3 separate regions of the Sus scrofa genome follow, and all the other regions are linked to region 1. Evidence: chromatin contacts called from public HiChIP or PLAC-seq and promoter capture Hi-C data. All regions are on one chromosome and are shown on one strand. The core of a region is the stretch at or near the end of the contact, and the rest is flanking DNA. Distances in the headings are between cores, read along the strand shown. Region 1 holds the start of DDHD1 (phospholipase DDHD1). Region 2 holds the start of PSMC6 (26S protease regulatory subunit 10B). Region 3 holds the start of GNPNAT1 (glucosamine-phosphate N-acetyltransferase 1).

What was found. Promoter capture Hi-C pulls out the DNA fragments that hold promoters and counts their contacts. HiChIP or PLAC-seq counts read pairs in DNA pulled down with a chosen protein or histone mark.
Region 2: a promoter capture Hi-C map of liver shows a contact between it and region 1, with 5 times the contacts expected there. The contact joins the promoter of PSMC6 here to the promoter of DDHD1 in region 1. A contact is called at or near these places in 2 of 5 promoter capture datasets (fetal liver and liver), 2 of 47 Hi-C or Micro-C datasets (liver and skeletal muscle) and 1 of 2 datasets of contacts at active chromatin or transcription factors (alveolar macrophages).
Region 3: a contact with region 1 is called in an H3K27ac HiChIP or PLAC-seq map of skeletal muscle. The contact joins the promoter of GNPNAT1 here to the promoter of DDHD1 in region 1. A contact is called at or near these places in 2 of 47 Hi-C or Micro-C datasets (epiblast stem cells and liver) and 2 of 2 datasets of contacts at active chromatin or transcription factors (alveolar macrophages and skeletal muscle).

What each region holds. Positions count from the first base shown.
Region 1 is chr1:182,752,735-182,756,232 of Sscrofa11.1, reverse strand. DDHD1 (phospholipase DDHD1) reads left to right here and starts at 1,707. Exons shown (of 12, transcript XM_003121795.4): 1 at 1,707-3,020. The coding sequence starts at 2,174.
Region 2 is chr1:182,327,272-182,330,769 of Sscrofa11.1, reverse strand. It overlaps PSMC6 (26S protease regulatory subunit 10B), which reads right to left and starts at 1,700. Exons shown (of 14, transcript XM_001928747.5): 1 at 1,476-1,700; 2 at 366-445; 3 at 231-270. The coding sequence starts at 1,602.
Region 3 is chr1:182,421,574-182,425,071 of Sscrofa11.1, reverse strand. GNPNAT1 (glucosamine-phosphate N-acetyltransferase 1) reads left to right here and starts at 1,623. Exons shown (of 6, transcript NM_001243376.1): 1 at 1,623-1,823.

The DNA of each region.
Region 1 (3,498 bases), core at 458-2,957:
GTGTAGGTCGCAGACACGGCTCAGATCTGGTGTTGCTGTGGCTCTGGCGTAGGCCGGCAGCTGTAGCTCTGATTAGACCCCTAGCCTGGGAACCTCCATATGCCGCAGGAGCGGCCCTAGAAGAGGCAAGAAGACAAAAAAAAAAAAAAGAATCCTGGAGCACAAAGGTCATCAAACGCATTTATAATGGATACATGATGTGGACCTCATAGCAGCCTCTGGTTATAATCCAACTCATCTTCTATAATGAAAGGGCAGGGAGATAGCCAAATCTTCTCTTTCTGATACAAACAAGCTGATTAGGATTTTGTGGCTGTCTCCATAGAGTATGCATCGATACTGTAATGATTTGTTTTCTTTCATTTGAATATATACCTTCAATACCATTGACCTTTATTTCCAGAAGGAATATAGAAAATTTTTATGAATTTTTGGTAAGTACAGTTTTGTGGGCAGACCTCTTACAAATCTTTAAGTGCATTTGATAATTCTGCATCATAAGCATCATTTCAAACACAAAAACCACCAGCAAAACATGACTAGACAATAAATATTTGTTGAATGAATAAACAGAAGGATGAATGACTTTATTCATTAAGTAGTCCTATGTTATTTATACTTGTCCAGCTACATTTAGATTGCAACTTGGCTTGCACTATTGATCTGTATTTAGGGAAAGAATGACTCCTGTGGTCATTCTGGCATTACAATTATATTCCTCAGAAGAACTAAAAAGTTGGCTTTCTGGGTTTATTTAGAGATACCTCTAGATTGTTGACTGCTTCACTGTAGGGTCTAGCATAGTGCCTGAAACTCAGTAGACATCTTATATGGGTTCAATGACTGTTTCCCGCTTCAGGACAGGCTATTATTCCATTTAGTCTGTGACCAAAGAAGACACTCTCTGCAATAGTCTGAATGTTTGTGTTTCCTCAAAATTCATACGTTGAAATCCTAATCTTCAAGGAGAATATTGTCTGATCTTGAATTGATAACACTGAGATTAGAGATTGTTTTTCTCAGGATACTCAACATAGAGTAATGCGTTTATAAAATAAAACTTTTGCATAATATAAAAGAACCACACGGGAGCCTCAGCATTCAACCTGATCCCAGAAAGTGCTACAGAATCAGAGATGCATAAAGAACAAAAAGTAATCTTGCCAGTCACAGAATTCTATTGCTGGAAGAGTTCAGAGATCTTACAGATGAGGAAACCAAAAAGATTAAGATTTAAGTGACCTGCCTGCAGTTAGTTATCAAAACAGTCTAAAACCTGGTTATTTTTTAGCTTTCAATCTAATTATCAACAGCTGACCGGGTTTGCCATCCTTATAATCAACATTGATTGTGCACCCACCTTGTGGGAGGTTGAAACATACAGACTTGGCCTCCAACAAGGACCTTAAAATAAGGTTTAGAAAACAGGAAATACATATGGGAAGACAAGCAGTAATATGAGGTGGTATATGAAGGGCGGTTTTGACTTGGATTTGAGTGGGAGTCGTGACGCCAAAGTGAGGAATCCGTAGGCGTGGAGTGGAATGCCCTGCGTGGACCCACGATGCTGTAGGGACCATAAACCAGGTGATTGATAAAGTCCAGGTGAGGCCGCAGGCGGGCCTAAAGTCATAAAAAGTGTCAGATGAATCCAATTTCCGGGGGCTCTCTCCCGATGTGGAGAATAAGCCTTTACGGCTCAGGATCCAGATTGCAAGGATGAGTCGGGTAAAGCTTCTCCACACCTGGGTTCCGACCCTAGAAGGGCGGGGCGAAGCGGCAGTGCAGGGGAAGGAGAAAGGAGAGTAGGCGACAGGAATTGAGGAATCCCGAGATGACCCCAACCCCGCGCAGGAGAGGCAAGAGGCGCGGCTCCGGCGCAGAGTGGGCGGAGAAAGGGCTTCCGGGACGGCGCGCGCGGCGGGAGGGGCGGGGCCTGAGGCCAAGCACCACCTACGTCGGGCTGCGTGACTATGAGACTGGCGGCGGGACGCGGCTACCGCGGCTGCGGGGCTCGGGGGGGCGGAGCCGCCGCGGGTGCCGCCGCAGCCCCGGTCGGGATTTGAAAGATTGAAAACTCCCGGTGGAGAGGGAGGCGGCGTTGAATGTGTGGCGAAAGCTCTGGGGGTCACGGCTCCGCGCCCGGCCCGGCCGGCGGCGGCGTCTCCAGAGCATGAATTACCCGGGCCGCGGCTCTCAGCTCAGCCCCGAGCATAACGGCCGGGGCGGCGGCGGCGCCTCCTGGGAGCTGGGCTCGGATGCGGAGCCGGCGTTCGGCAGCAGCGTCCGCTGCTTCGACCACCTGACTGCTGGGGACCCGGGCGACGATGAAGTGCCCCTGGCCCTGCTGCGCGGGGAGCCAGGGCTGCATTTGGCGCCGGGCGCAGAGGACCACAACCACCACCTGGCGCTGGATCCCTGCCTCAGTGACGAGAACTATGACTTCAGCTCCGCCGAGTCGGGCTCCTCGCTGCGCTACTACAGTGAGGGCGAGAGCGGTGGCGGCGGCAGCTCCTCGTCACTTCACCCGCCGCAGCAGCCGCCTCTGGTCCCGTCGAACTCGGGGGGCGGCGGGGCGGCCGGAGGGGGCCCCGGGGAGAGGAAGCGTATCCGGCCCGGCGGCGCCGCCGCCCGGCACCGATACGAGGTAGTGACGGAGCTGGGCCCGGAGGAGGTGCGCTGGTTCTACAAGGAAGACAAGAAGACTTGGAAACCCTTCATCGGCTACGACTCGCTCCGCATCGAGCTCGCCTTCCGGACCCTGCTGCAGGCCGCGGATGCCCGGGCCCAGGCCCAAGACCCGGAGGGCGATCATGCGGTCGGCCCACCCTCCGCTACTGGCCAGGCCTCCGGCTCCCTGGAGGACCACGAGGGGGACCGCGTCTGCGGCTTCTGTCCGCGCATTACCGGGCACGGGCGCGAGATGGAGGAGCTGGTGAACATCGAGCGGGTGTGTGTGCGGGGCGGCCTCTACGAGGTGGATGTGAACCAAGGAGAATGCTACCCGGTGTACTGGAACCGTGAGTAGCCGGCCGGGGGAGGGTGCGGGACGGGCTGCCTCTGCAGGGCCCAACACGCACGCGGGTGGATTTGCAACTTGATCATGGGGAGAGAGGCGCGTGAGGCCTGGCGTTTGGTCAAGGCAGGATGAAGACCGTGCAGGCGGTGCCGGCAGGTGAAGGGTAAAACGAGCAGATGGCAAAACCCCAGACGCTTTGGGTCAGGAGGAGAGTATACTGCGGGGGCTAGCGCCTCCTGAGTAAGCCGGGTGCCGTTGCCATCCCCTGGAGGTGATCCAGGAACTGATGGCCAGCCCCACAGGTTTAATTTCGTGATCCTACCTGAGCTTTGTCCACCCGGGGATCTGATTCGGTCTCATTTACCCTGAATTGCCTATAATTTAAATAACAGCCCGTCCTCTGGCTTGGGAATGTTTGAGAGAACCTGCAAGAGAATCAACAGTTCAGTTATAGACTTGGAGTAAAGAAAATTAATCCC
Region 2 (3,498 bases), core at 451-2,950, 430 kb after region 1:
AAAAAACAAATTGAAAACTACAAAGTAAAAAAAATGAATATACCTACACTGATGGAAGGTTGAGTTTTATCTCTGTTCGCCAAAGGACAATAATTGAAAGAAAATTTAGTCTATGCAAGAATGTTATCTACCTCATTACAGTTATAAAAATAATAAGCATTTCAAAAGATGGTGGTGGGAGGAGAGTCTACTCTTTTTTTCTTTACCAATTAACAATCTAATACACTTACATTTTTCTTCAGTTAATTGCTTAAGTACTTCACCCACAATCTAAAAAGAAAAAAAAAAAAGCATTACTTTTTGCCAAGAACTAAAAAAGCAAAGCAAATTACCATCACCCTCTCATCCCAAGCTCCATTACCTACCTGTCCGACACTTTGTAGGGCCTTCAGATCATTTTCAGACTTTTCATACTGCTTGGTAAGTTCTTTTAATTGTTCCCTTACTGAAATAATATAATTTGAATATTTTAAATTAAATAATCCTAGCCAGTGTGTTTGTCACTAGGTCTCACTTTACTTAAATTCAAGTCTATTTCACTTTACATATATTTCATATCCACTCTATCGAACCACACACACACACACACACACGCACAATACCGTTTGCAGATGACATGTTTAAAAACGAAATGTTGCAGAGAAATTACCACATTTTTCTTTTCTTGGTCGTAAATACTTACTTTGAGCACATTTTAGGTTACACTTTTAACAGATATTGACATTCTGACACTTTCAATTTGAGATCACAAATTCGAATGATAAAAGAGTTAGAGCCTTCCTCACTTCTCCACTTACCCACACGGATTGTTACTCTCTGGTTTTCTAACCCATATGAAGTCCACAGGTGCGGCGCTCCACAAAATTATATGGTTATGGTCTTCCCCCATTTAATTAAATCACTCAGGCTTTTCACTGACGGTACACTAAGAAAAAATCCTAACAATCTTTTCAGTTCAGGAAGAAAGGGAACTTTGTGTACCATGTAGAGTACTACTCAAAACACGACGAAAGAAGAGGAGGGCTATTATTGACCGATGGATCCCTTCTCTCTAAAGCTCTGTGTTGGGCTTTCCACTCCGCTAACGAGCCAACTTCCCGAGTTTCATCTCTTGCTTTGGTTTGCTTAACTCTTTTCCCCGCTCCGGGTCCCAGGACTCCAACAACACTGCACTCCTTACCTCAAACTGGGAAACATCCCTGACCCACTTCTTCCCCACTCCTCCTCTGGTCATCTACACTTCCATCTCAGAACTGGGGGTGTTCTCTCTGTCACCTGGACCAGTCTGGGCCATTTCTACGCCCGAAGAGGCTCCGCTTTTCAAGCACAGGGAGGGATGACAAAGCGCCTTGTCCCCAGACCGAGGCCTTCTCATTCCCGGTGCTCGGCTGCCGAGCTCGGCCAAAGGCCTCTGCTTTGTCATAGACAGAAGCGAGTTCAGACACGAGATTATATGGAAAGAAAGGTGCACTCACACTCCTTGAGACGGCCATCGATCTCCTTGTGCTCCAGCAGCTTCTTGCGGTAGTCCTGAAGCGCCTTATCTCTAGGGTCCGCCATGATGAGAAGCCGTCGCTCATAGGGGATGTCGGGAATGGCCATGGCCGCCTGGGCGGGGGAAGGGGCGGGGCGAGGGAGAACAGCCTCCCTGGAAGGGCGGGTTTGCGGGCGACCCCGCCCCTTCCGGTTGGCCCGCCTCTGCACTCCTCTTCCGGAACTTCTATGCCTCCTTCACTAGGGCTCCGCAGTGAGTTAAAGGAGGCCTCCGGCCACACTGTCCCCTGCTGGTCCGCTTGGGTAAAGCAAGGCCCTGATCTGGTGTATCTGAGAAGCCTTGATATGCTTGAGTCACTGCCCTCTTGGAACCACAAAAGGCTGTAGTAAACTGAGATGGAAGTGAAATAGAGAATATACATATCTCTCTAATATATATAGCTCTACTGGCTTCTCAGTAAAACAAGGATAGCTTCTTGGTAAAGAACAATAATATCCAGGTGAAGTAAGAGGTAGATGGGCCCCTGGGCTGAGAACAGCTGGGACTTCTTAGGTCAAGCAAATTGGGCCTTGTTTCTTTTTGGCACTTCAAGGAAAAAGTTAATTGCAGGAGCAGAGCTCTACTGGAGTAGAAAGATAAGATGACCACTTTAATCACTCCTGGGGTAAAGAAGACCTCCCCAATTACACATGCACAGTAAGATTCCTAGGGGGTCAGAAAAGGAGGAGGCACCAGGCCATAATAAGTCCTGATACCTGCTTAGCACACTTTGCTTTGGAATCCATCTTTACCAAAAGGTACGCACATATACTGGGAAGGGTCCTGTGTCCAGTCAGGTGTGAGAAATAAATAAGATAATTAGCCAAAGGTAAAGAAAGATCCAGAAGAATTGTGCTATATAAGTGATTTAAATCACCTCTCTGGTGTGCCCCTCACTCAGGGGACGCCTGCACCCGCACTCCTCTTTGGGGTGTGTATTACTTCTCTGCTTCTGACTTAAACTGCTTCTTTGTGTGCTTTCCCATATGTTGTACTGTGACTCTAACAATAAACTTTATACCTATTTTCACAGTCTTTGCCTCCCTGAAATGTTCTTGCTTTCAACAAGGGGCAAAAGTTAGGGCAATTCTACTTTTCACCTCTAGCTAGTCTAGTGGCTAGGATTCCTGGTTTTTTATCCAGGCTGCCCAGGTTCAATTCCTGAGCAGAAAAATAAGATCTCTCTCCAAGCCAACACTCATTGCTGTCTCTCCAAAATCACAGGATTTCAGGATACAGAAGGAGTAGGGTATTCATTTATTTACTCAGTGAATGAGGCATTACTAAGGGTTTGATCTGGTGAGGAGATAAAAAATAATAATTTCAAAGTGTAATAAATACTGTATTATAATGAAAAGAAACCATGGTGGAGGAAAATGAGAGAAAGATAGAACTACTTTAGGACAGATATCTGCAAGAAGGGGCCAGCCAAGCAACAAACTGTAGAAAAAAACCTTTCAAACAGAAGAAACAGCAGCTACAAAGACCTTAAAGTGAAAAAGAGATTTACTCATTTCTTGGAACAGGAAGGAGACCAACAAAACCAGAAAGGGGCGGGTCGTAGAAATGAGGGGCTCAAGAGGCTGAAGTAAGCTAAGAAACTTGAAGTTAGATAGAACTGTTTTTAAGATTCCTGTGCTGGAGTTCCCGCTATGGCCACAAGATAGACAATGTCTCTGGAGCACTAGGTTGCATGTTTGATCCCCAGGTTGGGTTAAAGATCCAGCATTGCTGCAGCTGTTCCGTAGGTCCCAACTGATCAGGGCCCAGGAACTCCATATGCCACGGGGTAGCCAAAAAAAAAGAAGATTTCTGTGCTTTCTTTTTTGGGTGGGGGTGGGGAGGGAGAAGTTGGCTGCTGTGTTTTTTGACTTGACAAGGGATCTCAGTTCCCATACCAAGGATTGAACCCAGATTAGAGCCATGAAAGCACTGAATCCTAACCACCATGAGACCACCAGAGA
Region 3 (3,498 bases), core at 374-2,873, 330 kb after region 1:
ACCTAGGCCGCAACTGCAGCAGTGCCCAGAATATTTAACCCACTGCCCAAGGCTGGAAATCCAGCCCACGCCTCTGTAGAAACCCAGGCCACTGCAGTCGGACTCTTAAACCATGTCACCACAGTGGGAACTCCAGTGGTATGTCTTGAATGCAGATCTGGTGGGGTACCTCTTAGAACTCCTGTGGTCTGGATGAATTTTACAATTGTTTCACTCTGATAAATTTAAAATTTACTGGGAGTTCTCACTGTGGCTCAGTGGAAATGACCCCAACTAGTATCCATTAGTATTTGGGTTCAACCCTTCGCCTCGCTCAATGGGTTAAGGATCCCTAGTTGCAGCTAGCTGTGGTGTACGTCGCAGACGGCTCAGATCGCACATTGCTGTGGCATAGATCAACAGCTGAAGCTCTGATTCCACCTCTAGCCCGGGAACTTCATTATGCAGCACCTGTGGCCCTAAAGGAGAGAAAAAAGAAAATTTACAAGGTTCTTTTGCCCAGGAGGAACTCACTGTAAATATAGGGTCAGAAATCTGAAAGAAAACAAAGCTATGTGTTTCTTAAGATTAGCGGTGTTTACTGTTGTTTACGTCTTCGCATATTCTTTTGTATGTGTAAGGGTAAAAACGAGATGGATATTCTGAAGTTGTGAGAATGCACCAATCAGTAAAACAGTTAACTGAAATTTAAGTCTCAAAAATAAGCAAGAAAAAAATTGAAATTTATGGAACGAAGCAAGGAAGGAGAGAGACTAGCTATGTGACTTCAGCATATTAACTAACATCTCTGAACCTGTTTACTAACACATGCTACTTAGGTAAGACAGGAGGTCAGAGAAAAGTCAGTTTTCTTCTAACCCAGGGTTTCTCAAGTTCGGCAATACTGAAATTTCAGGCCAGGTGATTTTTGTTGTTGTTGGGAGCTGCCGTGTGTTCTGTGCAACATTTTGCAGCGTGCCTGATCTATACCCACTTTTATCCTCTCATCTGGAGAGATGCCGCTAAAACCTGTTCCCTCCCCATCCCCGCTCCCCTAAGATTTGAGTTTGAAAATGTGCCACACATGGTCAACTGTCTCCTGGGAAATAAAATCGCGCAGCTGAGAACTAATGTCTTAACCCCACGTTCATCCAAAAAGGAGTTGAGCGAGAAATAAAACGCAGTCTGGGAGTAAGATGCAGGTGCCCCGCCTCACAGAGACTGGATTTGTGACTCAAAAAAAAACGGGATAAGAAGCTTCGAGCCTCCAGCACAAGTCCTAATCAATGAGTGGAGTGATTCTGAAGGGAAGGGGCAAATGCAGAGGGCAAGGGGCCGAGCCTCTGGCCTCTAAGAATCAAAGCAGCCCACACTAGTCACCACTTAGCTGACTCCGAGGCAAAATTATTTCCATAAAAGCCAAGACGCTGAGGCCGTGGGAAAAGCCTTAGGGAGCGCGGAGTACGAAGGAGTGAGCTCTGGATTCCTGCCCGGCGCCCGCGCCGGGCGGAGTCCCGGGAACGTCTTCGCTGCCGCCCCACGTGCTGACGCCGCCACAGGCCCCGCCCCCGCACTCGGGTTTCGCCCCTGGCCCCGCCCGCCGTCGCCTCCGCCGGCCTGCGCGCTGCCCTGCGTCAGCGGGCAGGGGCGGGCTGGAGGCGGTGGTGCTGCCACGTCCTGGCGGCTGCTCGCGCCGTGGCGGCTGAGCAAGCGACTGTAGCGCGCGCGGGAGGTAGAGGAGGTGGGGCTGGCGCTGAAGCCGGATCCGGATCCAGTGCTGTATACCCGGGTGGGTGAGAGTTCGACAAGGCCTGGAGAGGAGCGCCAACTGCGGCCCTCTACGGGTGAGGGGGCTGGGGGTCGGGGAGAGGGAGCGGGGCCGGGCTGGATGCCCTGGGTGCCGTCGTGGGCCTGCCTTCAGATTTATCAAACAGGTGGGACTGCTACCCCGAGCGAGGAGAGCTAGGCCTGGGCTAGGGCTCGGGGAGGTTCCGTTCGAGGAGCTGGGCATTGATCTTCGCCAGCTGGGTGTACATGGGGGCGTAGAGGGTAGTTTAGAGCAAGTTCAGCGGACACACGCCTGGAACAGGTTAGGGATGATGGCCAGTGGTCCGGCCATGCAGGGGGTGGCCCTTGGTAGGGCAAGAACGGAGACTTGGGTCTAAACTCTTTAGCATGGAGGATTGTGACAGCTATTCACAGTCTCTGTCGCCTTCGGTTTTGAGTGGGCACGAACGCCTGGGGCCCCCTTTTCCTTTTCGAGGAGCACCCCACAGCGGTCAGGAGCCACTTGAGGACATGATTCGGCTCCGAAGAACACCTCCTGGGCTGACTAAGTTGGGGTTTTCAATGTGCGAAAGACCGACATCCTTTGTCTCTTCCCGCGACTTCTACCCCTAGGAACACTGAGTACGGTGATTTCTGTTATGGGATGTAATGTTTATGTAAATTGAACTCTTAAAATTTCACACAAAATTGAAAGGCAATTCTAGTTTTATTAGGATATACACTCGTGAGTGAATCTTAGAAGGGATCTCAAGAAATCATTTTGATCAGTTTCATTAGGCAGGATTCACTGACATTTTTTAGAATAGAGGAGACAGCTACCTGTCTGGCACGATGATGTAAAGATTGGCTTCTACTGAGTATGGTGTTTGTAGAGCTCAAGGTGGGAGAACCACAGCAGAAGATTTAGTCCCAATTCACTCATTGGCTGTTACCTTGGAGTTAAGTCCTGAAAGTTCCACGTGCTCCAGCTTGCTCCAGGATAGACTGAGAATAATGCCTCTATTACAGAGGTCAGATAAACTATCAGAAAATACTTTTGAAAATTCTCACCTTAAGTGTAATAAATATAGCTATGTAATAAATATAGCCAGACCTATCAAAATGATCAGCGAATGGGGTGTTCTTTAGATTCAGAATTTAATCAAATTATTGAAATTGTTATAAAATGTATGTCGAGGAACCCCAGTCTCACACAGCACGAGGGCCCCCTGCCTGCTTTAACCCTATACTGAAGGAGTACAGCGATGCCCTCAAGAGCTCTTGAGATATCTAAAGGCAGTTTGGATTTGACCTCAGATTGTTTTTTAAATTTTTGTGTCAACTTTTGAAATCTTCATTCCCAGTATCTATAACTTGTTGCTCTCACTTGCTTGTTTCTAGCAACAGCTCCTCCCTATGTGTATATTCTAGTGTCCTGTAGAGGCTGAGAAACCAATGTTGCATTTGCTTCCAAAGAATGTTCAACTGACTGAAAACCTGAGCTGATCTTAGTAAAAATGAATTTGATGTATGGTTTTTGTGATATTACTTGTGGCAGTTTGGGAATCTTTCTTCTAGATTTTCTGAAATGTGACCTCCAGATAAGTGTTACACCATTCATTATTCATTCACTAGGCATTTATTGAGCTAAGGTTAGGCATATACGGGCCTTTAAATGCATGCTAACTTAGTGGTTAAACAGGAAAGGTTCTTGAGAAATACTTATAGGTTAGGGTTTACTTTTTAAAATTA